Linked DNA regions of Zea mays: region 1 is linked to region 2. Evidence: chromatin contacts called from public Hi-C data. All regions are on one chromosome and are shown on one strand. Each heading gives the region's core, a stretch centred on a gene start, on an enhancer-like site or on the middle of the called end of the contact. The rest is flanking DNA. Distances are from core to core; before and after follow the strand shown. Region 1 holds the start of LOC100280253. Region 2 holds the start of LOC100217307.

What was found. A called contact is a pair of places that touch in the nucleus more often than the background predicts.
Region 1: a contact with region 2 is called in a Hi-C map of endosperm, with 1.7 times the contacts expected there. The contact joins the promoter of LOC100280253 here to the promoter of LOC100217307 in region 2. A contact is called at or near these places in 5 of 25 Hi-C or Micro-C datasets (bundle sheath, ear, endosperm and 2 more).

The regions. Positions count from the first base shown.
Region 1 is chr1:232,438,571-232,441,793 of Zm-B73-REFERENCE-NAM-5.0, forward strand. LOC100280253 reads right to left here and starts at 1,856. Exons shown (of 2, transcript NM_001153181.1): 1 at 1,438-1,856; 2 at 1-716. The coding sequence starts at 1,760.
Region 2 is chr1:232,151,463-232,154,803 of Zm-B73-REFERENCE-NAM-5.0, forward strand. LOC100217307 reads right to left here and starts at 1,669. Exons shown (of 9, transcript NM_001143654.1): 1 at 1,346-1,669; 2 at 1,061-1,208; 3 at 879-925; 4 at 321-375; 5 at 182-223; 6 at 1-60. The coding sequence starts at 1,422.

The sequences.
Region 1 (3,223 bases), core at 606-3,105, 290 kb after region 2:
ACACGTAGCTCACCCTGTGCGCGAGGGCCTGCACCATGACGGCCACCAGCGAGCTCGCGGGGCTGCACACCACCGGCTCCTCGGCTGACCGCCGCCCGTAGCTCCCCGACGACGGGCGCCTCAGCTGCGTCCGGCCTGCCTCTTCGTCGGACGACGAGGACGCGGAGGAGAACGACGATAGCGTCTCGTCCTCAACCAGCGCCAGCATGGCGTCGAGGCCCTTGTCCTTCAGCCCGGCCTTGATGGCGCGCGAGATGTGCTCGGGCGGGGACCCGAAGTAGTCGACGTAGGCCATGAGGTCCGCCGCCGAGAGCGTGGCGATGGCCGCGGCCGCCGTCTCGTCGCAGGCCGCGAGGAGGGCGGGGGAGATCTCGCCGAGCAGGTGGCCGTCTTCGGTGACCACGGCGACCGCCGTCTCCGTGGCGACGGCGCGGCGGATGAGGGGCACGGCCGACAGGGCCGCCTCGCCGGGGCGCACCGACAGGAAGTCGGTGCGCACGAGCCCGAGCGAGGACACGGAGCGCGCGGCCACATGGTAGAAGAGGCCGATGGAGTTGAGGAAGTAGCGCACGAGGTCCTCCTGCGTGAGCCAGCAGAAGTCGCCGGCGGCGGCGGAGCCTCCGCCGCCGCCGAGCTGCTTCTTGCGCCAGCCAGCGCGTAGCGGGACGGCGAGCACCTGCGCCCCGCTCAGAACCGCATCAAGCGCCTCCAAGATACTGCAGAAAGAAGAGAAACCCGCACACTGGTCAGCTCAAGACGAACCGAATCTATGCCTGCCTTGTGATTAAAAATAGGCAAGACGCGAGAGATGGAGATAGGATCCCAAAAGAATACCCACTATTTTCAAGAAAGATTCGAATAAGACGCACAATTTTTCCAACCACAAGCCAAGATCCTCTTTTCATTCCAAGATTACATCAAGTGGCGCCGTTTTCCAGCCACGAGCAGACCCCCCCCCCCCCCCCCCCCCCCCCCCCAAAAAAAAAATCCCAAATTTATTAGTTGGGTGGGAGCAACTAATCCAGCTAATCCTATCAAGCATCTCGCAAGGAGACAGCAGTGCATGGCTGCATGCGACAATCTCCGGGAAGACTGTCTCCAGTGAGTCGGATGAGCTGGACCTGAATGCGCGGTTTTTTTCTTCACCGGCTCACCGCCACATGAGTACTGTACATATTCCAACCAGGAAAGCAGACATCAAACTCTCCAAGTAACTGTGATGAGGATGAACGCTCGTCTGTCTTGGACTTGGACGTTGGACCTAGCCCGCACATCGTTTTTTTTCGATAAACATATTTTTCGCAGCTTTTATAAGGATTTGACCAAAATCGTGTTTCCTCGCGACGAACCTTAGGAAACTTCCAGTTCCAGACTTCCAGTCACGCGTCGTTTGCACAGACCCAGGAGAGAGGAAGAGGGAGAGGGGCTGAGCTTTACCTCGAGCGGGGATCGACGCGGCGGACCTCTCCAGCGCCGTCCTTCGGCAGGAGCGCGGAGACCGGCTTGGAGAACACGACGGCGGGGCGCGCGAGCGCTTCGGGGTCGGTGCACAGGAAGCAGAGCACGTCCGCGAGGCCGACCCGGCCGACGACGGCGCGCGCTGGTCCAGTCACCGCGACGCAGGATGGTGCGCCAGAGCGGGCCACCCTCCGGAGCGCGGCGGCAAGGTCGCCGGCGGCGGCGGAGAGCGGGAGCGACCTCACGGCCGGCTTGCCGATGCACAGGTCCGACACCTCATTGGCCAGGAAGCTCACTGCCATGCACTTGCGGGGCGGGCCCTGGGCGGTTTCGCGATCGAAACCTCCTTCGAAGTTTTTTTTTTTTTTGGGTGGGAGTCGGGAGGAGGACGAGAAGGGGGAGAGGGGATTTTTGCTTCAACCGCGGCTTGTCGGGAGAGAGGGCGTTTATATAGGCTTTGCGGAAGGCACAAGGACAGGGGGTTGAGGTATGTCAATGACATGTGGGGTCGATAATTAGTGGGCCTCGGAAAGGTGAGAGCAGAGAGCTGGGTTGTTTTGAGGTGAGCTTGTGAAAACACCAGCCGCGGTTTTACGACGGCGTACGGTTTTGATGTCGGCTAAGCTCCGCTGATAGCTGAGTCGAGCCGAGCTGGCTTCGGCTGATTGCTGACTTGTGGAACGGGACCGGCAGTTTCTGAAGCTTCTGTCAGTGGAGCAAACTGGAGAACGTTTCCTCCTCCGCTCTACTGGAAATAGGAGTAAAAGACAGCACAGTTAAGTGCTGCAAAATAAATTAGGCGATACTTAAATTCTTCTCTTATTGCATACTGTAATTACTGGTTTATACCCCGTGGCGGAGGGGTCAACAAAATCACTTGACAAAATCAAGCAAAACTGTAAAACACAAGTGTTACGAAGAATTTAGGTTTCATATCCATAGATACAAATTAAGAGAAGAAACTATATAAACAAAAGAAGCAAACGTGTCGTTAAGTTCCTACTGACTGAATCCAAGCCATATGTATTTCGTTGAATGTATATCTCCTTGAAGGGCTCGGGGCACCGGGAAGGGGACAGTGTCAAACGACCTCTCCCGTAGAGAGACAGGACTCCCTGGTTCACCAAACTCATCAATCGTCATGATGGGTCGCATTGTTGCGATGAGTGAGATCGGGCTTGCTAGACAGGCCAGCATCGCAGCGATGACGAGCAAGGTGAGGGCGTCGGGAAGAGGTTGGGCTTGGTGGTGGCGAGCGGCATCAGAGCGAACTGAATCGGGTGGCATCAAATAGCATAAGGTTGAACAAATAGATGTGAGGACTGGACCAAGAAGGAATGGAGGATGACATAATTCGGAAGGATTGGACCAATCTGACGAGAAAATCAAGTAGTCGTGTTAATGAGCTCTAAATTTTACACTATAAAATATAAAGATCGGACCAGATTAGTATCTAGCTCTATATCTATCTGTTTTTGAACTAAAATTAATTAAGATCTCAAACAAATCGTAAATAAACATTTGGATCGTAATATATTACCACCTCTAGATCCAGCACAAGATTGGTTTAGTGCACCTAAAGCTTTACTTTATTCTATACTTAACTTTAAATGACGTTTTACAAAATTGAGGGTACCATGGCCCACTTTGCCCTCCCTAGAGATGGCCAAACGGGCCGCCCGGTCCGTTTTGGGCCCGGCCCGCCAGACACGGTTAGAAAACCGGGCTGGGCCGTCTAAGCACGCGAGCTCAATTTCCTGTCCGA
Region 2 (3,341 bases), core at 419-2,918:
CATGTTGAGGAAGCTGTTTGGTCTAGCCAACGGTCTATCCCCAAGCGAAGCAGCCTCGTTCTGTCTCATCATGTGACACAGACAGGTTACAAGTCTCACGACAGCGACATTTTGCAGTCCTAATCAGCTGCCACAAGCGTTCGGAATGTAGCAAGTAGCAACGGCTTTGGTATCTCGGTACCTTTGACGAGAATGTGGCGACATGGCTTGGCAGTCCTACCTCCTGCAGAGATCGGGACGACGGCTCCAGTTCAGTTCAGGGAAAGGGAAACAGCAGGACAAGAAACGTGACACAGAGGAGTTCCGGTGGTCAAAGTAACCTTGCGGCCGTGCCGGCAGGCTTCGACGCTGTTCACCAGCACCCTGGCAGCCCACCTGAAAACAAGCTCATACAGTAGTAGATCAGAAGCAGCAAGAACTGAAAAAAAGCTCAGTCAAGCAAGTCACCACTATTCAGAGTTCCATCCAACTGCTGCATTTCGAAGACGGAGGAAAGTAGGAAACCACGGGCGGCTGTAGGCTGTAGCTGAGCTGCGCAGGGCAGCAAGTTGGCCACGCGGAGCAAGTGCAGCGCACCCGGACACCCCTCCCCAGCCTACGAATAATTGAAAGAAGCAAGGCACAGTCCGTGCTGCCAAGTACAATCATATGGGGGATAAGGCGCTTGTTTATGGCCGGCTGGCGCAAGCACGAGGGTTTTCGTTTTTTTTCTTTCCCCTTCGCATACTGCAAGTTGCCCCTGTTCTTTTCTGTTGGGGGGTCCCTGATCGAGGCCAATCAGGCAGGAGAAAGCGGCGAAGAAGCCTACAAGGGATTAAACTAGGCCACAGAAGATGCGAATGCAATGCAGGCATGAAGCGGAGCGAAGGCGAACTCACGCGCAGGAGGTCGGCGGGTTCCACACAATGCCGGCGATCACCACGAGCTGCAGGCGCCAAAAAAAAAGGGTGTCGGTCGGTGGGTCGGCCGGGTCGTCGAACCGAATCTTGCAGGAACATTAGATAGAACCCGCAGCAGCAGCCAATGGCGGCGGCAGGCGCGGTGCGCGCAGGCAGTATACCTCGTCGAATTCGCCGGCAGGGCTGTCGTGGTAGCGCGCCAGGAACATGCCGCCGAGCGTGTAGCCGAAGGCCTCAACCAGGCGGAGGTCCCGCGGCACGAAGGCCCGCGCCGTCGACGCCTTCACCAAATGCAGCTGGTACAATGCGCTGCAGTGCAGCAGGAGGAGGAAGGAGAGCGCGGCGGCGAGAGACCATCACCCATCATCCATCACGCACTGGCTCGATCGAACAGGTGGGGGGAAAGAAGAAAAGAAAAAAAAGGAAAGGAGAGCTGCGGGCCTTGCCTGCCTTTGAACACCCATGGCGGCCCGTGCTTGTACCCCGCGCAGGCCGTCTCCTTCTCCTCGTTCTCCGCCGCCATGGATCCCCCTTCCTCCTCACGCTCTCGGCAGCTAGCTAGCTAGCTAGACAGACAGACAGACTCTCCGCGAACGCAAGGGAAGCGGCCCCGCCACTGGACAGGGAAGGAGAGTCAAAGGGCGGCCCTGGGTTTATAGGCAGGCAGGAGCTGGTGGAGTGGGAGGAGGGCGAATGGAAGGGGAGGCAGGGGGCGATGAATGCTGATGCACTGACTGATGCTGGGACGCAGGTCGCGGCTTAAACAAGTGGTTGTCGCCGCGGCTTTGCGGCTCGCGAGCTTTGGTTCGACGGAGGGGACGGGAGGCGAGAGGGGATGGGAGCCCGGGCGGACCTTATCCGGTGGACAGGTGGCACCAGCCTAGAGGCCACGGGTGCGGGTGACGTCATCCGTCGAGATCCGAGCGGGGCCCACGCTTTGCTGTCTCATCGTCCGCGTCGGTTCCCTGCCGCTGATCAGCTCCCGGACCCGGAGTCCGGACCCCGGACAAAGATGTGGCGGGCTGCTTGTTTGATTGCGGGGCCGGGGCGCCGCTGTGTTTTCCCTGCTGCTGTTTTCGGGATCTTGGATTAGTCAACCAAGGCCACGGCCATGAAAGCCACAGCGGAGCGGGGGCAGCGTGCGGCATGCGCTGTGTGCCGGTCATGGCAACGAGACCTGAACTCCGCGGGAATTTATCTATTAGGACATGTTCCCAATATAATAACGAGATTTAGCGTTTTTATCAGGCGTGTACAAACCAAGTCATAAAACCAGATACTCCCTCCTTTCTTTTTAGTTATCGCTGGATAGTTCCATTTTGTACTATCCAGCGACAACTAAAACGAAACGGAAAGAGTACATAATGCTTTTGCTAAATCTATTAGCTTCATTACCAAACAAAAACGTGAGAAAGAGCGTCTACACAACATCTTTGATTATTGAAAGGAAGGCAAGTTCCTAACCCTGTCATACCGTAGCAAATGGACTAATTTGTGGGTAAAGAAGTGGTTTTACATGAAAAATAATTTTAAAAGCGGTGAACATATCAAGGGCATAATTCAAATGCTTATCAAGCCCAATTTTGGATTTAAGAGGTCGACTTGTTATATGAGTATGACTGTCTTTAATATTGTTTGCACCTATACATCGGAACACGAGATCGGGTTCAAGAGCATTTAGCTTTGAATATCTGGACGCTGAGGACTGAGTGGGTGAAAGTTGTCTAGAGAGGGGGTGAATAGACGAAACTTGAAAATTACAAACTTTGAACATAAACTTCACCCAAGGTTAGCGTTAGAACGAGTAATGACGAAATTAGAGTGCAGAAGATAGTTCTACTGCCATGGATTGATCAATCAATTCGCATAACTTTGGGAGTTAACTCAAAATGATCACAAGCAAGAGAACTCAGAGAGATGGGAGAGGAAGAATCAAATCACAATGCAAGATTAACATAAAGACACAGGTGATTTGTTTCCCGAGCTTCAGTTCCGAAGAACCTACTCTCCATTGAGGAGGCCACGTAGGTCGGGTCTTTTTCAACCTTTTTCCTCTCTCAAACGGTCACTTAGACCGGTTTAGTGCTTCTTCTTAATCTCGAGGGTCACTTAGACCCCGCAAGGACCACCACATAATTAGGTGTCTCTTGATACCTTTACAAGTCAATGAGAATTTAGAAGAAGAGGAAGAAAGCACGATCAAGAAACCAAGCAACAAGAGCAACAATAAAACACAAGGTCACACTCTTTATAGTGTCTCTATAAAGCGCTAATCACTAAAGATTACAAATCACAATTATGGCACTTGGAGGAGTTTTGAGACTTTTGAGTGTGCTTGAAGTGAAGAGTTGCTCTTGCAATGAATGAGAGTTATGGAAGTTTGGATGAGTTGAATGGAGGTGGTTGGGGTTGTATTTATAGCCACCAACCTTTTCCTAGTTG